Linked DNA regions of Mus musculus: region 1 is linked to region 2. A link is a contact called in public Hi-C data. All regions are on one chromosome and are shown on one strand. The core of a region is the stretch at or near the end of the contact, and the rest is flanking DNA. Distances in the headings are between cores, read along the strand shown.

Region 1 (4,145 bases), core at 237-2,736, 220 kb after region 2:
ATGGAGAAAGAGGAACACACCTCCATGGGGGGGGGGTGGGGATTGCAAACTGGTACAACCACTCTGGAAATCAATTTGGAGGTTCCTCAGAAAATTAGAAACAGAGCTCCCTGAAGACCCCACTATACCACTCTTAGGCATATACCCAAAAGATGCTCCACCATGCTACAAGATTATGCACTTCATTATGGACATGGTGGCATTATGTCTGATAGATAGAATCTAGAAACAACCCAGATGTCCCACAATGGAAGAATAGAAACAGAAGATGTGGTTCACTTACGCAATGAAATACTATCCAGTTATGAAGGATGAGGACGTCATGAGTTTTTACAGGCAAATGGATGTAATTATAAAATATCATCCTGAGTGAGGCAATTCACACCCAAAGGTGCATGCATGGTATGTACTCACTAATAAGTGGATATTAGCTTTAAAAGAACAGAATCTCCAGGAAACAATCCACAGAACTAAAGAAAGTTAACAAACCAAAGGGCCCAAGTGAGGATGCTTCAATCCCACTTGGAGGGAGAAAAAAGCAATCAGGAGGCAGAGGGAGGGAGGCACATGGATGGGAGAGGGAACAAGATCAGGTAGTGGGGAGGGAGGGCTGAAGTCCTGAAGGCCAGCAGAAAGAATGGAAACAGGCAACCTCAGGAGGTAGGAGTTGGAGGCACCCTATAGAGTGTACCAGAGACCTGGGAGGTGAGAGCCTCTCAGGACTTAAACTGAGGGATCTTAGATGAAATCCCCTACAGTGAGGAGAGGGAACTTGTAGAGTTTACCTCTAGTAGAAAGACAGGGTGTCAAGTGGAGGGCTGAGGTTGCCATCCCACTACCAAAAGCTCTGACCCAGAATTGTTCTTGTCTGAAAGAACTGCAGGGGGAAAAAAATGGAGAAAAGCCTGAGGGAAAGGAGGTTCAATGACTGGCCCCTAGGGTTGAATTAGGAAAAATCTGTAAGTAGTTGTGGAGAAGGGTGACGCTTTAGGAAGACCAGCAGTCTCAACTGACCTGGTCCCCTGAGATCTCTCAGATACTGGGCCACCAACCAGGCAGCATGCAGGAGCTGATATGAGGTCCCCAACACATATATACCAGAGGACTTCCTGGTCTGGCGCCGGTGAGAGAAGAAGCACCTTATTCTGGAGAGACTTGAGGCCCCCCAGGGAGTGGGGAGATATGGTGGGGTGGGGGTTGGGGGTGGGGACATCCTCTTGGAGAAGAGGGAGGAGGTATGAGATGAGAAATAGTTAGAGGGTGGACCTGAAGGGGAATAAAGACTGTGCTGTAAAAACAATGATTAAAGATTTTTTTTTTAAAAAGGAAAAAAAAAAAAGAAGAAAGAAATTCTCTCTGTGCTACTTTTACTGGGAAACTGTTTTTAAATTAGAGTGCTAAGGAAAGAACTTAATCGAGTTTATGCACTCATGCTTCTAGGGTTTGCCTAGGCTGCAAACAGGGCATGGGAGGTGACTGGGCAGTTCAGAAACTGAATACTGCTGCTTCTCCAGAGGACACACCCATGATGGGAGGCTCACATCTGCTTTCAATTCAAGGTTCAGATGATGCAATGTACTTTGGGTTTCCGAGGGAACATTTATCTACATGCACAGGTACACACACACACACACACACACACACACACACACACACATACACACACACAAATGAAAACAAGGACTGACAATTGCTATAAAGAACATAACAGAATGAACCATATGATCGCTATACTGAAGTCTTTTGGAGTATTTTCTCTTCTCCTCCCCACATGAGTACTTGACTGTAAGAGGCAACATAGCAAGAACCATGTTTCCACACAGATCACTATGTTTGTTCTGAAATTAAAAATAAAATAAATAGCAAGTGCAAAGGTATGTTGATCTGTTAAACAAAGTTGGAAGATTTTTTTTTCTGTGTAGATAGCATGGAATATTTTAAGCTTTGTGGACTGTACAGTGAGGTCTTTTTGTTATTGGTTTGTTTGTTTTGCTTTATTTTGTTTTATTTTTTGTTTTGGGGGGGTTCCTCTTTTGTTTTTTGGTTTTTTTTTTCCCACTGGACATTGCAAAACAGCAGCCACAGCAATAGGTGTAGCCATCAAAATAGCTGTGCCTCCAACTACTTACAAAACACATGCAGGTCACATCTGGTCTGCAGGTGATTGTTTGCTGGCCTCTGCTATCAAGCTCCCTGCTACACAAAGCCTTATTTTTGTGTTTAGATCATTGTCTCACACAGATAATGTGGCAGAAGAAGGATTGGGTTTAGGAGCTATCTTCCAGCTTCGTCACTGACTGAGCCCTCCCTGAAGTGAGAAGGAGATAAACAGTAAACCCTCTCCCGAAGCCTGAAATGTTTAAATCTTGTATCGATTGGCTAGATAATTCATGGGGAGCATCTCTTCTCCGGCTGTGAAGTCTGAAACAGATTTTATCACTACAAACCATGAAAGCTAACCCTTAGCAGGTGGATTGTGCACATGGGTCTCTGACCAACAACCACGAATACAACTTCCTTATCAGAGGCAAAAAAGTTGATGTTGAAAAGAAAAACTTACTGAAATAACCACGATGAGACAGCAGGTTTCCTTTCATATTTCATATTTTATGTGCACACCTCAACTGAAGTGTGCATGAGATTAAAATGCCATATTAACATTTTACTTAGATATACATTTTATTTACATGCCATGTGTAATATTTAATCATGATTGTCAATCTTATGGGATTTAGAGTCACCGAAGAAATAAATCACTGGGCATGTCTGCAAGGAAAACTCTAAACTGGGTTAGTTGATGTGGGAAGACTCACCCTAAATATAGTCAGCACCATTCCACAGTCAAAGATCTGGGACTGAATAAAATAGAAAAAAAAAAAAAAAACCAAAACACATCAAATTGAATATCAGCATTCATCTCTGTCTATGGTTCCTGGCTGTATATGTGGCGTGGTCAGCCATCTGACACTTGTGCCATCATGAAGGGCTTTGTCCCCTCAAACTGTGAGACAGAACATTGCCTCCATTCCTTAAGTTTCTTTTTGTAAATTTCTAGGTCACAACAATAAAGAAAGAAGCAGGACAGAGTGAATACTTTAAAGATGAGGTCCCACTTAACCCAGGGTGCTGTTTGGGAAAGGGGGCTCAAATACATTAATGGTAATGAGCTTGCAAATTTGGGAAACCAAATGAGTCATCGTCAACCATAGATGGCATCAGTTACATCAGTGACTGTTACAATGCATGGAGATAAAGAAAGGAATAAAATACATAAATGATAATTGTATTTGGTATACATTTAGTAATATTTATTGTAGCTAAACACTTAGAATTATTTTTCCTAAAGATAATAGAATTAAAATGTAAATTAATGAGCACTGATTCATTGAGACGATTCAGAAAATTATGAATGTTGAGCAAAATGTGTGCACTTGGCAAAAACAGTTCTAATTCAAAGATGATTTCCAGCTTTATAAGCTTATAATGTCAAACTGTAACATCTACTTCTTGAATATATTAGCTGAAGCAATGTTTAAATGCTCTCCGTAGGCAGGATATAGTAGCAAAGACTCAACAGATGCTGAGACATGAATGAAAAAAAACAGAAAGACCTTTTAATAGAACACGAAGACATGTTTATGGATTTCCACAGATGAAGAAGCCAGCGGGCTCAGAGTCCTGACTCACCTACAACTGCATATCGGAGGAGCAGAAAGAAAAGTTTGAGTTCTCAGTCTTACCCTAGGGTTCCTTTCAATACACCACTCTGAGCCGACAGGTAGGCAGCAAGAGCAAGAAGAGCAGGCTACAGACAAGATGCAAGTGCCCTACGGAGGAAAATCGGGGCTTTCTTTAAAACAGATACAGAAATATTCAAAGTGCCTGAGTGGGGAAAAAGGAAGAGAAAGATAGAGAAAAGAAAACAAGAAAAGGGAGAGGGAGAAGGAAAGGAAGGGAAAGTGCCAAATGAGGATTATCCTAATAGAAAGAATGCCTGCCAATGGTTCTTGTTTGTTTGTGTGACTGTCTGATTTATAGGCGTTTGTTTGTTTTTAGAATGTCATACATGAACACGGCATCTATATTTTTATCCTCCTTCCTTCTCATTCCTCACCCCTCCCATATTTATGATCACTTGTGCATCT
Region 2 (4,140 bases), core at 401-2,900:
AAAATCTGCTCACTCTTAGAATTAGTCAGGAATTGGTTATGAACAGTTTCTTCCAGTCTGTTACCCTGGCCTCAGACCCAGACCCTAGGGCTTCAACCTTTCCCCAGAGCAAATGTTTTCTTATAAAACAACAGGAACTCAGTGTTATACTCACCAGATGGTAGGAGCTAGGCAAGTTCTAATCTGACAACACAGAAGAAAGTGTTCCCAACACCATTCTGTTTCTTCCATTTTACTATTTATTGGATTTGTGATTGTTTAATTCCAACAATTCGTTAACATTTTCAGAAAGGTTAGGTCACAATGTTTTTTTTTTTTTTCCTATCCTTCCCAAGAGTGTACATCATATGCAGTTACAGCCTCAGGGCAAGAACAATTTTAGTTCTCTATGAGGACTCTCCTTTGCTATGACTTGTAGCATTTCTGTTAAATATTGTATAATGTTTTCCCAACATATTGAAAAACTCCATGAAAATGTTTGCATATCTCTTTAGTACCATTTGCCAGCAGTGCCTGGAAGTTACTATGACAACTACCTTTAAAATTAAAAACTGAAATTAAAAGTTCTGCATAATTGAAAGGACTGTCTGACACATGGTTTTTAATGATGGGATTTCAGAATTAGCTGTGCCTAAGTGTTTAAGTTCGTTTTTATTAGGATACAGTTTTAGAAATCACCGTTGGATATGTTATTGAACTAAATTTGCTCTCCATGCAAGCTATACTAATCTCACTGCCAGAAAATCTTTACTTTTTTATGCAGTGTGCCTGGTAAACAGATTCTGCTCTCTGAGCTGTCAGCACCAAGTTCCTCTGTGCAGTGCAGGCATCTTACATCTCCAAGACATATATATTGTATATAAGGAAGATTTCTGCAAGAATTAAAATTAGGACATTTTATATCTACAACTAAATTTACATTTTATAATAATCTTACAAAGTGGTATGGTTCTTGTCTTGCACATAAAGAAACAATCAGACTACCTTTAAGGGTCCTAAAGTCAATGAATGCCAGTACAGTACTCACACCCATATTTGTTTACTTCAAAAACTGTCCACAGCCATATACAATCTATTATGTGCTTTATTTTTAATTTCACATTTGTGTAGTCTGGTTACAAGAGTTCAAAAGCAAAAACAAACACAAAACCCTCCATAATGTTGCAAGTAGCTCTGAGCAAAGGTCCTATGAACTGAGTAGGGCATTTGAAGGTGACTGACATTATGCCTCTACTTTTGTGATATACCTATCCCACCACAACTGATACACCTGAGAGAGGAAGTGAGCCGACTTTTTGATATAGTTTGGATGTGGTTTGAGTGAATTTAAGTGTGAGAAGAATGGTCTCCAGTGTGGTATTGTTAACATTTGGTGGGACCTGTAAGACGTGAGGCATAGTGGGAGGGCTATTGATCACTAGTACTCTATGAAGGGATTTCCAGAGTTCTTGTGTGACATTTATCTCATTCTGACTTTTTGTCTCCTGTGACTTGAATATAAATTGTTCCCACAAATCATAAATAGGACATTTGTTCCCAGCAGGTGGCACTGTTATGGAAGTTATAGAAAAACACTGAGCAGGGAGTATCTTGGAGGAAGGGTCACTCCCCTTGCTGCTTAACATAGTCTCTAATCTCTTCCTGTCCCTGCTGTGGTTTCTGTCTATGGTGAGGACAAGAATCCAGGCATTTGTCAACACATGAAGCCTAGTTTACTGAGTTTGATGTGGTGAATGCACCGGGCACTTCTGACATGATTGTATGTCATGCAAACAATGGGTTTAGTGTGCTATAACCATTACATAAAAGAGGTTGACAGTATAGTTTAGGCCATCTGTTTCTTAATGGTGTTTTGACTCCCTTCTTATCAAAGACATTTATCAGAGATAGCCCTTTCCTTTACTCCTGACTTTTTAAGTTTTGGAGGTGTGAATTCTTTATCTTTTTATTTTCATGAATTTATGTTTTATATTTAAAGTATATTTCTAGGCATCAGCAACAGTTGTCTGGGTTTGGTGTCTGCAGATGGCATGGATCCCTAGGTGGAGCAGTCTCTGGATGGCCTTTCCTTCAGTCTCTGCTCTACTCTTTGTCCATGAATTTCCTTTAGACAGGAACAATTCTGAGTTAAATTTTTTGAGATGAGTGGGTGGCCCCATATCTCAACAGGCACCTAAGCCTATCCACTGGATATGGTCACTACAGGTTCTATCTCCCCTTTTTTTTTGTGTATTTCAACTAATGCCATCCCTGTTGGGTTCCGGGAACCTCTTGCTTCCCTGGAATCTGGAAATTTCTACTGGATATCACTAGTTCTCCATCCCCCACTGCTACATATTTCTATTCAATTTCCTGAGCCTCTGTACTTCTCTCCTGTCTCCTCCCACACCTGATCCTGTCCCCTTTTCCCTCCCTCTCCTCTCTCTCTTCAAGGTCTCCATTCCTCTACCTCCATTGATTATTTTGTTCCCCCTTCTAAATAGGACAGAAGCATCCACACTTTGGTCTTCCTTCTTCTTGACCATATGGTCTGCGAGTTGTATCATGGGTATTCTGAACATTTTTTCCCCCTAATATCCACTATTCAATGAGTACATACAGTGTGTGTTCCTTTGTGACTGTGTTATCTCACTCAGGATGATATTTTCTAGTTCCATCCATTTTCCTGTGGATTTTATGAAATCATTGTTTTTAATAGCTGAGTAGTATTCATGCTGACAGGAGGTGGGTATAGCTGTCCTGAGAGGCTTTGCCAATACAGATGAGGATGCTCATGGACAACCACTGGACTGAGCATGGGGACCCCAATGGAGGAGTTAGGGGAAGGAATGAAGGAGTTGAAGGGGATTGCAACCCCATAGGAAGAACAACAATCCCAACCAACCAGCATCTAACCACTGTTCCAAGCTCCCAGAGAGTAAACCACCAACTAAAGAGTACACATGGAGAGACCTATGGCTCCAGCTACATATATAGCAGAGGATTCCCTTATCTGGCATAAATGGGAGGGGAGGCCCTTGGTCCTGTGGAGGCTTGATGCCCCAGTGTACAGGGATGCTAGGTGGGTGAGCACTGACATAGAGGCAGGGGGAGGGGGAAACCTTGAAAGGGGATAACATTTGAAATAGTAAATAAATAAAATAACAAAAAATAATATGCAAGAATGTTTCCATGACTCCCGGGGTGAGTGTGTGGGTGGGTAATACAATACTAAATTGTTTCTGTCATATATATTTTTTGGCACCTTTTCTGCAAAACAAGTTTCCTTTATATTTGCAACATAAACATAATAATTTTATTTGGAGTTTTAAAATTGATGTGTACTTCCTTTTTTTTCTGTATAGAAACAAAGAATTTCCAGCTTGGTGTTTAGAGTGTTTCTCTCTAAATGGCACTTCTATGCTGACCTATCTTTGCTGAGCCCATCCTAGACAAGTATTACTAATGGATACATCTAGAATCAACCTGCTAGTCTTTGAAGAGTTTAAAATAAAAATAAAACATAAAGTATAATGTTGTTCCACCTATAGGGTTGCAGATCCCTTTAGCTCCTTGGGTACTTTCTCTAGCTCCTCCATTGGGAGCCCTGTGATCCATCCATTAGCTGACTGTGAGCATCCACTTCTGTGTTTGCTAGGCCCCAGCATAGTCTCGCAAGAGACAGCTACATCTGGGTCCTTTCAATAAAATCTTGCTAGTGTATGCAATGGTGTCAGCGTTTGGATGCTGATGTATCAAAAGATGGCCTAGTCGGCCATCACTGGAAAGAGAGGCCCATTGGACTTGCAAACTTTATATGCCCCAGTATAGGGGAACGCCAGGGCCAAAAAGGGGGAGTGGGTGGGTAGGGGAGTGGGGGTGGGTGGGTATGGGGGACTTTTGGTATAGCATTGGAAATGTAAATGAGCTAAATACCTAATAAAAAATGGAAAAAAAAAACCATAAAGTATATTTCTAACAGACAGCATATGAGAGAGGAGTACTTTTTGAGGAAGGGTCTCTGTTTTTGCAGCTTAATCTCTAGTCTCTGCCTGTCACTGCTGTGCTTTCTATGTTTTTTGTTTTGTTTTGTTGGGATATTTTTGGTTTTTTGTTTTTTACATTGCTTCAATAATCTCTGCCTTTTACTTAGAAATATTT

Evidence for each region. Hi-C and Micro-C count contacts between places; a contact is called where the count stands out from the background.
Region 1: a Hi-C map of the G1E-ER4 cell line shows a contact between it and region 2, with 2.1 times the contacts expected there. The contact joins two enhancer-like sites. A contact is called at or near these places in 1 of 15 datasets of contacts at CTCF or cohesin (the G1E-ER4 cell line) and 1 of 484 Hi-C or Micro-C datasets (the G1E-ER4 cell line).

Annotation. Positions count from the first base shown.
Region 1 is chr19:35,638,610-35,642,754 of GRCm38.p6, forward strand. No RefSeq gene overlaps it. Among named protein-coding and RNA genes, the nearest start is that of Gm25611, 120 kb to the right of the region's middle. Within about 2 kb of position 1,487, at least 5 of the 459 cell types and tissues checked have an H3K27ac peak or open chromatin away from gene starts, as enhancers often do. A contact at or near this core is called in the G1E-ER4 cell line, where this site is marked.
Region 2 is chr19:35,418,406-35,422,545 of GRCm38.p6, forward strand. No RefSeq gene overlaps it. Among named protein-coding and RNA genes, the nearest start is that of Gm24006, 220 kb to the left of the region's middle. Within about 2 kb of position 1,651, at least 2 of the 459 cell types and tissues checked have an H3K27ac peak or open chromatin away from gene starts, as enhancers often do. A contact at or near this core is called in the G1E-ER4 cell line, where this site is marked.